Regions from separate parts of the Mus musculus genome. Here regions 1, 2 and 4 are each linked to region 3. Evidence: chromatin contacts called from public promoter capture Hi-C data. All regions are on one chromosome and are shown on one strand. The core of a region is the stretch at or near the end of the contact, and the rest is flanking DNA. Distances in the headings are between cores, read along the strand shown. Region 1 holds the start of B3gat3 (beta-1,3-glucuronyltransferase 3 (glucuronosyltransferase I)). Region 2 holds the start of Asrgl1 (asparaginase like 1). Region 3 holds the start of Patl1 (protein associated with topoisomerase II homolog 1 (yeast)). Region 4 holds the start of Eef1g (eukaryotic translation elongation factor 1 gamma).

Region 1 (2,700 bases), core at 123-2,622, 3.0 Mb before region 3:
CTTGAGATATAGTGGAGTTTACCTCCACTTTCAATGTTGTCCAGGAATTGCGGACATGTACCACTACCCCAGGTTTTTTTGGTGATAGAAACTAGTGCACATGCTGGCCAGTGGTGGTGTATGCCCCTTAAATCCCAGCAGAGGTAGACAGATCTCTTGAGTTTGCCTAGCTAGCAAAGTGAGTTCCAGAACAGTCAGGGTGGTTAAATAGAGAAACTGAAACCTTGTTTTGGGCGGGGATGGGGGTTTGGGGGTAGGGGTGGGACAAAGAAAAACTGCATATTAGACAAGCTACTTCCTGGACTAAATATGTAAATTGTTACATATCCGTGAATAAAGTATCATTGTTGTAGTGTAGACTTGGTACCCACTTTTAGCTCTGTAGTCACTTGCTGAAGAGAGGTGACCCTGAAGAAACTACAGCTCGTGGAGCGGAAAATCTAGAAGGAACTTTTAAAAATTGTCCCATGGTAATGACATAATTTTGGCCTAAAATTGGAAGGCTGATGAGATGGTTCAACAGTTAGAGCACCAAACCTGAGGTCCCAAGGCTAAAACTCCAAAGTCCTCTGGTCCTCACGAACATGTGTAACTGTTTTCAAATCCTATTTTTAATGATGATTCTTAAACACTTTAACCTCCCTTGTAGTCCACCACCCACCAGAGGTTGTGGAAAATGAAAGATACGGGGGATGTGGACATGTTTAGAAAGATTCTTTGGAGTAGCTTTTGTCTGTTGTCTGGAAATCTGCAGTTCACTTCACAGGCTAGCAGTGGCAGCTTGATCCACTCAGACATTTCATGAATCTATCAGCAGTTCAGTTCGGTAGAGTAGGGATAGCGAACACGAAGCAGCGGTGGCACAACCTAACAGACAACCAGGACAATCAGCACAAAGCAGGAGGGACCAGCAGGAATGCCATTAGAAAACATTTACATCACAACTCCTAACGGCAAAATTACAGTTTTGAAGTAGCAACAAAATGAATTTTATGATGGGGAGGATGCCAAATCATGAGGAACTGTATTAGAGGGTCCCAGTATTAGGAAGATTGAGAATCACTGGAAACGACCTAGCCAAGCACCTGGTGCGTTTTAGATTTCACTCATTGGTTGAACAAGTAATGAACAACCGTTTCTTTAAGCAGCCAATGCTGAGGCTGAAGGATGGTTGAGTGAGTCTAGAAAACTCAGTGACAAGGGTGGAGCTTGTGCTCAATTGGGAGCTTCAAGATGATTATAGAGCTAGGCCACACAAGCTCTTGGTCAGCCTGCCACGACCGCTTGACCCAGCGGATATAGCGTCAACGCCCTGAATGGCCTACCAGGAGGCGGGACCGGAAGCTGCCTGTGGGAGGGACGCCACTAGCCGGAAGTGGTCCCAGGTGTCGCTCAGAGTCCCGCGTTCCCGGGAACTAGTAAGGGAGCCTGGGGAAGGCGGGGCGCGGCCCGGGCGGCCGGGGCGGGGCCGGCGGGAGGGCGGAGGGCCGGGCGGACCTGTCCCTGCCGGTCCCGGTGGACCCCGCCTGCCCCGGTGGCACCGGCCATGAAGCTGAAGCTGAAGAACGTGTTTCTTGCCTACTTCCTGGTGTCGATCGCCGGCCTCCTCTACGCTCTGGTGCAGCTCGGTGAGCGGGGCGGGGCGGGGCGGTGTGCGGAGGGCCGGCCCAAGGCGCTGGGGATGAGACCCGCAGACAGCGGCTTCCCGCTCGCTCAGCCCTCGGGACAGCCCTCGGTGACCCCTTGTGTAGAACTCTCGGCAGTCTGCAACTCCGCGGATACCGGTCAAGCCCCAAATGACCCCGCCGCCGCCAAGCAACCTATTTTCCACCCTCCCCTTGCTCTGCCTCTCAGACCGGCTTGCTGATAGGTTTTTGAGAACCCCCTGGTTCATTGTCCCCTCCAGCTTTTGACCAGCTGTGCTCTCCCCACCTCCAGGCCATCTATTTCTCATCCTGGTTTTAGGCCAGATGTCACATCAGGACTTCCCTGACCACCTTAGCTCAAGTAACCCTTATTAGTCTTGATCTCTTTTAATTTTCTAAGTGGCCCATATCACAATTTGTAATGACTTTATTAGTGTCTACCTCTTCCACTAAAGTAGCTAGGGAGTAGGGACTGCCCCCCCCTTTTATTCAATAAATATTTGTCGTGTAATGGAATCTGTGAACTTACTGACAAGTCAGTGGTCACGTGACCACGGAGCGCCTTGAATCCAGCCTTTTATGTGGGAGCTTGGTAAACGCTTTTCAGGTAGTGCCATTACAGGAGAGCCTCTAGTTCAGACTGTTATATTCCTTATGTGTGGAAGGTAAAATTAGGATCAGAAGGTAGAAAGGACAGAAAGGCTGACAGATAATCGTCGAAATGTACTAGTGAAAATAGTGGCAGGGCTGAGGGTGTAGCACAGTGGTAGAACACTCACAAGTGTAAGGCCCTGGGTTGGAGCCCCAGCAAAGAAAAATAGAGTGACAGATGGAACTGGTTAAAATTGAAGAGTTGAATGTTGTGGCACACCGTTTGGGAAACAGGTCAGTGGGTTAAAGGTCTGAGGTCAGTCAGCTTGGAGCCATTATAGCAAGACCTACCTTAAAACAGTAACACAGTAACAGTGAAAGGTGAAGAGTCTCTGACACCATTCTAAAAAAAAAAAAAAAAGCAAGTTACAAGGGAATTTCTGTATTGGCTAGGAATTAAAAA
Region 2 (2,700 bases), core at 9-2,508, 2.8 Mb before region 3:
GATTCTCCCAGCATCTGTTTCAAGATTTTTGAGCTTAATTTGGGGGAGGCAGAGAAAACACACAGATGCAGAGGGGTAGAGGGAGGGAATGTACACACAGGTCTCAAAGCCGAAATGGCTACATTTTATGGTATGTAGAGTCTACCTCAAGACCCACAAATACCAAAAGTCTACACCTGTAAAGCCAGCACTTGGAAGGCTGAGGCTTGAAGATGGTTTCAGGCTATGGAGGGCTCTCCAACAAGATGCCTGGCTTTTAGTATTGAATTCTTAGGGGGCAGGCTATATAAAAGGCGAATTAACAGACTTAAAAAAAATTCTCAAAACAAGTTGCTTAGTGCAAAATGAGGAAATTCAGCACTGCATCTTGCTCTAGAGTATTATTTGACCACAAAGCCAGTCAGACTGAAGGATACCGCGTCGGTGTGGACAGGAACTTGCTCCGATTTGGCATTATTCACCTGGCAAGCATAATTTACCTGCGTTGAACTCTGGGTCGTTTTCCAGGACAGTCACGGCTCCTTCCACAGCATCTACCGCGCTCCCTCCCGCCTTGAGGATTTTGTAGCCCTCGGTTGCCGCTCTGGCGATGCCCTCGCGCACCAGCTCTTTCCGGTTGGCTGAGATGTTGCTTGCTCCGCCACCATGGACTACCACCACGAGACTCACATCGATGGAGGCTAGGCATCAGGAAGAGGCGAGTGTCATTTTGTACCGGTCCAAGGGAACCAACTCAAGTGAGCAGCAGCGTCAAAGTTGTTTCCGTTCAGTGTCGTCCGTCCCCCCCCCCCCCCCCCCCCCGCTCAGTGAGAGTTTTGTTACAAAACCCCAAAGCGACCCAAGCCTCCCAGCATTCCTCCCCATGCTCTCCCACTCCGACCTGGCAGGGGCATCTGTGGCTCAGAAAGCCTGGTGTCAAGACTCCGAGCCTGCGCTTGTGCCACAGCGCTACCCCTCAGCCTCAGTTTCCCCAGAGAACACCAGCCTCTATTTCGGCGCCAGTACTGAGGTCGCATGTATCAGAGCTCCAGCCCTCCTCCCAGGAATCTCTCTGTGCCTCAGTTTCCCGGGGTCCGTGCTCTCTGTTCCAGTTCACTCCACCTAGGGTCCGGGGTACCCTGAGGACTGGACTTCCCCACGTCCTTCGGACCTGAGCTCCTCGTCTCTGGTAAATCCTACATTTTTGTTCTTGTTTCTTTTCCCATACCTCGGACTGGCGGCGCCACGGTGCCGCGGGCGCACGCCATGATGTCAAACTGGCCAAGCCACCAGGCAGCAAACCGCTCCGCCTGCAACCGCTCTGCAGGCAACGGTTCCGCGCTTGCGCACGAGGGTGGGGGCCCGGGGCGCTGCTGAGTTACCGTAAAGCCCCGGGGTCCCTAGCGCTGCGCACCAGCCTTCCGGGACTCCAGATCTAGAATAACATTGCTTTTCTACTTCCCTAGTAGCACGCGGGACCCTTTGTCTCCTTTGCCTTGAAATTATCGCATGCTCTTAAGTCTTGCTAGTTAGAATGCTACATTAAAACCTTTTCCCTTTAAGTTCCCCATCTTAATCTTTCGGAAGAGAAGAAAATAAAGTATACCTCTGCCTCTAATTTGACAGATTCTGTTCATTAGACACTCTGAGAGCCCAGAAATCCCAGCTCCTCTCCTCCTCTAAGTCTAGGGATGCCAGCTCTAAATCCTTTCATCTCTCAGTGCCCTCTTTTTGTTGACATTTCTTCTTTCCTTGCTTCCAGCAGTTGTGGCGGCAGGGGTAGAAGACCAAACACTTCGTATTCACCAAAGGGATCCTAGAGTCTAGTTTTGTTCTGATAGTCAAAGAGGGAGAACAGATGCCAGTGACATCTACAGGTTTCTGTAGCAGTGACACCTAGGAAGAATGCCCTGCTTTATTATGTAAAGCAATTTTACTTGAATTATGAGTTTGTTTTTTTCTCACAACCTTTGTTTTCTAATTTTAAATTTACTGAAGCAATATTTTATTTTCGTTATCAATCGCTTTGTACTGTTTATTGGCTAGATGAGTTGGTGTCAAAGATAGACTTTCATTTTGCAAGTCCTTCTCTCTTTAAGGTGGGGCAACCCAGGCTCATATGTTAATGAAAAGGGCTGACCTTGTGTAAGACTTCCCAACCATTACTTCTGTAGACCTCAATAAACCTCAATAAAGATGGCTTCAAATGGTCAGGACCCGGTGGGTAAGTGCCAATTTTCCTAATATTTTTTCTTGTTTCCATCTTACCACCAACTAGAGAAAAGTTGTATCTGATTCCCCTAACCATCACAAAGGGCCATCTTTTCTAGTTAGTCTATCCCTAGCTTCCCTAGGCCAAGAGCATCCAAACAGGACACAGCCTGTTTCCCCATAGAGCCCTTTCCTACCCGTTTGCCTGCTTCTGAGTCTCTACCAAAACCAGTGGCTGGTTGGTTCCTTTGCATTAGCAAGGTTTGAGTAGATTTGTCTTGTCCTCATTGGGGTGGGTTTCATTTATTGTGTTTATTTGCTACATAATTAGAGATTTCTGCTTGAAGAAAGATCATATGCAAAAGAGATGTTGGAGAAGGGACCAGCCTTTGATTCTGGAAACCAGAGCATCAGGTCTGGTATTACCCAGTCTTGGTTGCCTGTCCACCTCCTTCCACAGTATTCTATGCTTTCCCACTAGTGATATCTTCACCCCTTTCTCTTTCTTCG
Region 3 (2,700 bases), core at 160-2,659:
GTCCAGAGTTTGCTAGCTCTTGGTCTACATAGCCTCTCAGTACTTGGGTAATTGTGAAAACCTGTTACCTCACAAATGAAAGTTTGTTTCATAACTCTTGAAAATTACTTATTAGCTTACCTTGCCTTCTCTTCAAGAGTCAATTCTATTTGCTCTTAAGTGATCAGATTTGGGGATTCAGATATCTTAGCTGCCAACTTTGCAACAGTTTCCGGTGGGCAGCTTAAGGCTATCTACTTCTCTCTAACCTCCAGGTTCCTTATCTAGAGAGCAGAGAATGTAACTATTCGATTACTACTTAGTGAGGTAGATATAATTTTACCCATTTTACGAAAGAAAACCTGAAGGGTCAGATGTTTAGAAAGACATGCCCAGTTTCACGCAGCAGTGAAAAAACACGTTTCCCAATCCAGAACTTCTATTTTCAAATCCAATGCTTATAGTAAACTAGTTGATTAATCCAGTCACGCTAACAGTAACGTGTTAAGGAATTAAAGTTCACCATTCATTCCCAGGTGAGACAACCGCCTGAGTGACACTCGTGAGGCAGAGGCAGGCGGATCTCTGCGAGGACAGCCTAGTCTACAGAGTGAATAACAAGACAGCCAAGGCTACACAGAGAAACCCTGGCTCAAAAATAAAATAAAAAATAAGACACCCTCTCAAACGGTCTCGCTACAGGCAATAAAGCACCAAAGCAGCAGACTTCTAGAACCAGGGTGCTGAGGCGGAAGCTGAACAAACTCCGCTGGGCTTCATCCTCAGCGGAAATGGCTGTCCACAGCGCCCAAGCTCACCGACCTTGCTGCGGTGACCCCAGCCCCAAGGCTGCGCGGCCCGTTAGGGCTCTCCCGCTTTCCAACGGGGTGAAGGGCCTGGCATCTAAAAATATCACCTTAGATAATCCTTGTTAAATGTGCCTTCGTCTTTTTCCTAAAACCAAACGCTGTCAACACTTTGGCCTCTATCAATCACAGCCTTGGCCTCCCGACTGATTCAGCCAGCGACCTGTCCCTTTCCAAGAATACTGACTTGCCATACTAGTCCCCCCTCACAGACCAAGTCAAGGCACCCCGAGGAGGACACTGGACGTTAAATGAAATCACCCAAGAATAAATCCCCGATGTTCTCTGCTGAGACGCTTCGGGGGTCGCATCCTGTGACATTCACAAGGCTTTTCTCCGCCCAATCAGTGACGGGAACCTCGTGACTCAAAAGCACTGCGCAACTGTGCAGTTAGGAAAACGGAGGAGGAGCCGCAAGCCGGGGCTCTCTGGGTCATCCCTCTCCGACGGCCCGCGCGTGCGCAGTGTCTCGCCTAGGGATCTCTTTCCCGCCGCTCACACTAGGAAGCCAAACGCCAAATCTGTCCCCGCGCAGCTGCCGCCGCCGGGGCGCCCGCCCAGCCCGAGGCGCGCCTGCGCACGTCCCCACGCACGCTCCGGCGTACGGCGGCGGCCAGGGGTCGCGAGCCGGTGGGAGACCCGCGCGCGCGGAGCAGCCCGGGGAGTCGGCGCTTCTTTTCCCTCCCTCCCCCCACTCCCCTCCCCGCTCCCTTCCCCCCTCCCCAAGAATGTTCCGCTACGAGGTGAGTGGCTGCGACCGGAAGTGACCCCTCCCTCGCCCGCGCGCCCCTTTTTTTTTCCTCTGCTCGCCCGTCGCGCGGGTCTTGTGCGGCTGAGGAGGGGGCAGGGCGCGGGCGGCTGGGAACCCCGCTTCGGCCGCGAGGCTCGGGTGCGGCCCGCAGCGCACCGCGGAGGGGCGGGACTGGCGAGAGCCGGCCGCTGGTTTGCGGCGGGGAGAGCCCGTTAAGTGCGGTAACCTGACCCTTGGCTTGCGCCTCTGCTCGCGGAGCTGCCTTGGAGACCTGCATGGCTCCTACCCGGTGGTTTTTCCTGAGGCAGAATCCCCGGGGAATGCCCACGGAAGCGTTTCCCGCCCTGCCCCCGGAACCCCTTCACCCGGATTACACACAGCCCTGTGCACGCGGGCTGCCGTCAGGTGGAGGGGCAGGGACTGGTCCTCGGGCTGAGACTTCAGTCGGCTTGGAAAGAAGGCTGGGAGTGGGGAGGGGGGCGTGTCCCGCAGAAGTTCCTTCTAGGAGAAGGGAGAAAAAGTGTGGGTTTGGCGACGTTGTTTGGAGAACGGAGCTGTTTGCTGACCGTCTCTTACTGCTGTGTGACCTTGAGCAACTCCTACTCTTGGGGCCAAACAGACTCCGGATTTGTAGTTTAAGGACTGAGCTAGGGAAATCCTTACCGAGTCATCCTGATTTGGTCCAGTAGATGATTGCCATTTCATAGAGAGTTGCTAGAAGTTGCTTCTGGTGTGGAGGCAGTTGCAGGGCTGGCTCTTTAGGGGGAGGAAGATTGGGTAGAAACGGCCCCTAAAAGTTCCCAGGTAAGTTATATCACAAGCTGTTCCCCTAGAGTGTGGAATTCCAATTTGGAATCTTTAAACATTGGAAACAGTAGAAAGCTTGAGCTTACACTTGTGACTCAACTCACTTTTTGTAAACATGAGGAGAGATGATGAGATACTGTGAATAGAAGTTGCCAGAAGCAAAGAAAACTTAGTAAACTGAATAAATCTGTATTGGGATAAGTGATTGAAATTAGGATATACCAAGCTTGTCTAGTGATTTTTACTCCCTGGAGACTGCGGCAAGAGAATCAGGAGTTCTAAGCCAGACTGTACCTA
Region 4 (2,700 bases), core at 103-2,602, 2.9 Mb before region 3:
ACCAGAGGAGGAGTTGCCCCTGATGACTGCAAACTGTCTAGACAAGGCAGCTGAGCATAATCCCATGAAACCTGAAGTGGCTGGAGAAGGGTCTCAGGGTGAGACAGGGAAGGAGGCATCACACCCATCATCAGTGAGCTGGCGCTGTGCCTTGTGGCACCAAGTATGGCAGGGGAGGCGGCGTGCCCGGAGACGATTACAGCAACAAACCAAGGAAGAAGGTAGAGGAGGTCCCACCACAGGAGCAGAGTGGCTGGCAATGGAAGCTCGTGTGACCCAGGAACTAAAAGGACCCAATAGTGAGCAAGAGAGGCCGCCGGGGGAGCCCCTCCTCAGCTTTGTGGCATCTGCCTCCCAGGCTGAGCAGACACTCACTGTGGCCCCACTCCAGGACTCCCAAGGCCTGTTCCCTGGTCTTCATCATTTTCTACAGGGTTTTATCCCTCAAGCACTTAAAAATCTCCTCAAGTGAGGAACCAAACCTCAAAAACAATAAAGCTGCTAGTTTATTTCATACAGACATTTAATGTTCTTTTGCATACTCCCTCATAAGACCATTACGAGGTCTTTGTTTTCCTCCTGGTAACGCCTTTTTTCTTTGCCTCAATGTAGCTTCTGGCCTGACTACTCTAAAACAGTCCTATGACTTCCACTTCAGAGCTCTCCTTCCCACTTGCCAGCACTTTCCTAGGGAGTGCCACCTCCACGAGGCAAAGGCACTGATTTCTGAGAACAACCTTTGCCCACACGAGACTTGTCCTGCTGCTCCAGGTGATGGGAACCACAAATTTGGGTTTAGGGTTTGTCTTTTCTATCCTTTAACGTGAAAGAGAGTTCAAATTGCCCATAAGCTGGAGTCAAGATTTATTTTCAAATTTGGATATGTGTAAACTATTGTATCAGAACTGGGCTGCCTTACCCGACCCTCTGGGGCGCAGCCAAGCCTGAGTGGTGCTGGTGACGTGGCAAGTTGGTCCGTGCTGCTTTGTTGTGTAAGTTTTAACAGCACGGAGTTTAATCGGAGCAGACCTACTTTCAGATGTTTTCGGCCGTGGGCCCCAGCTGAACAGACAGACCCTTTACAGAAAAAACCCGAACAGGAACAAAAGGAATTCAGTAAATTGCCACCCCTTCCTTAAGGCAGTTCCTGTAGTTTGTCACGGGTTCCAGATACCAGCCTTCGAGGGGCGGTGCTTCCGCCGGGTTCTCACACTTTTCCCCTCCCTGGGTGAGCTCCGTCTCCTATCAGGCTTCCGATTGGTCGGCGACGCGGGCGGGGCAGGATCGTCCAGAGTTATACTACGCAGGCGCCCGCTCTCTGCGCTCCAGGCTGCGGGCCCCACCCCTCGCTTTTTCCAACTCAGCGGGGCTGTAGACGGAACTGTCGTGCGTATGCCTTTTATGCCGTCCTCGCTTTCCGGCCGCTGTTTCCACACTGCTCTCTCCTTTCCTCCTCCCTTGTCTCCTTTGCGGCTTACTTTGCGGCAGCACCGACAGCCCCACCCCCTTTCTCTGCGGAATCACCATGGCGGCTGGGGTAAGTTTGCCGGCTCCGGTGATTAGGGTCACCCTATCCACCGCCATCCTTTGCCTGAGTGGGGCCAGTCGGCGCCAGGGGAGTTTCAGACCCAAGCCGCGAGCCGATCTGGGGTTCACAAGCCGTACGGTCGGAGAGCATGGTTTCTAGGGCCTGGAGGGGAACTGAGGCTGGGGCTCAGAGGCTAGAGGTGGAACGTTCTGGGGTTGAGGAGAAAAAAGATGCTGGGTCTCCATTGTCTGGACCTTTAAAAAGTGTTTAACCTCACTGCCATTTTGAGGTGTGGCGTCTGAGCAGGTTGGTGGAACTTTTGCCACCGTTTTGTGGGACAACAACGAGGACGTGGAAAGGAGAGGGTCTTTGTGGGAAGGGGCGACTGGCACGTTGGGAGTTGACCTTCGGGGAGGTTTGGGAGCCAGAGGAATAAAGGGGGGGTGAAGTGAGCCCATATGGACCCTGCTGGTGAGATTTTAGTAGGGAGACAACTGGGAACTCACTGCAGGACAGGACCAGAGGGTTGCTAATTCGCCATGTGCAAAGAAAGGCATTTCAGGAAGAATAACTGATGAACATTAGAATTCAGCGTGTCGATTCTGAGGGGAACTTTGAAATCCCTTGGTCTGTGTGTGTGCTTTTGAAGTGATAGCAGCCTGGAAGTAGTTAGACTCCGGGTCACCGCCAATGAATGAAACAAGGGTTCTGGGAGAGATGGGTGTGAGTGTTCGTGTGTTTAGGCAGATGGGACCAGAAGTTTTGAAGGGAAGAATGCCTCTAGAGATGTCCTTAAGAGAGGTCACATCTGTCGGTAAGCTTTATTTAGCAGCTGGGATGTTCTTCTTGGTATTTCAGAGGACTCTGATTACATGGGGCATACTCGGTTCACTAGGAGTGAATCTAAGCTGTGCACATTGGAATTGCATGGAAGTGTGCGTGGGGAGTGGCATTCAGGGTTCCTTGCCTCTAGTCCATCCTTCACCCTTTCTCTTGTAGACCCTGTACACATACCCTGAAAATTGGAGGGCCTTCAAGGCCCTCATCGCTGCTCAGTACAGCGGGGCTCAGGTCCGCGTGCTCTCCGCACCACCCCACTTCCACTTTGGCCAAACCAACCGCACCCCTGAATTTCTCCGAAAATTTCCTGCCGGCAAGGTGAGTGGGGAAGC

Evidence for each region. Promoter capture Hi-C pulls out the DNA fragments that hold promoters and counts their contacts.
Region 1: a promoter capture Hi-C map of hippocampal neurons shows a contact between it and region 3, with 5 times the contacts expected there. A contact is called at or near these places in 1 of 39 promoter capture datasets (hippocampal neurons) and 1 of 130 datasets of targeted methods (stem cell-derived neural progenitor cells).
Region 2: a contact with region 3 is called in a promoter capture Hi-C map of liver, with 5 times the contacts expected there. A contact is called at or near these places in 6 of 39 promoter capture datasets (the 3T3-L1 cell line, cranial neural crest, hippocampal neurons and 2 more) and 1 of 130 datasets of targeted methods (astrocytes).
Region 4: a contact with region 3 is called in a promoter capture Hi-C map of liver, with 4 times the contacts expected there. A contact is called at or near these places in 7 of 39 promoter capture datasets (the 3T3-L1 cell line, cranial neural crest, hippocampal neurons and 3 more) and 1 of 130 datasets of targeted methods (astrocytes).

Annotation. Positions count from the first base shown.
Region 1 is chr19:8,919,021-8,921,720 of GRCm38.p6, forward strand. It overlaps B3gat3 (beta-1,3-glucuronyltransferase 3 (glucuronosyltransferase I)), which reads left to right and starts at 1,373. Exons shown (of 5, transcript NM_024256.2): 1 at 1,373-1,628. The coding sequence starts at 1,547. Gm36629 (a long non-coding RNA gene) reads right to left here. Exons shown (of 3, transcript XR_003952913.1): 2 at 2,589-2,640; 3 at 1-2,297.
Region 2 is chr19:9,134,308-9,137,007 of GRCm38.p6, forward strand. It overlaps Asrgl1 (asparaginase like 1), which reads right to left and starts at 1,259. Exons shown (of 7, transcript NM_025610.3): 1 at 1,208-1,259; 2 at 480-680. The coding sequence starts at 1,247.
Region 3 is chr19:11,910,990-11,913,689 of GRCm38.p6, forward strand. It overlaps Patl1 (protein associated with topoisomerase II homolog 1 (yeast)), which reads left to right and starts at 1,410. Exons shown (of 19, transcript NM_172635.3): 1 at 1,410-1,588. The coding sequence starts at 1,574. Gm31092 (a long non-coding RNA gene) reads right to left here and starts at 1,418. Exons shown (of 2, transcript XR_386559.3): 1 at 1,107-1,418.
Region 4 is chr19:8,965,689-8,968,388 of GRCm38.p6, forward strand. Eef1g (eukaryotic translation elongation factor 1 gamma) reads left to right here and starts at 1,353. Exons shown (of 10, transcript NM_026007.4): 1 at 1,353-1,537; 2 at 2,528-2,686. The coding sequence starts at 1,526. Tut1 (terminal uridylyl transferase 1, U6 snRNA-specific) reads left to right here. Exons shown (of 9, transcript NM_197993.3): 9 at 1-522. The coding sequence ends at 472.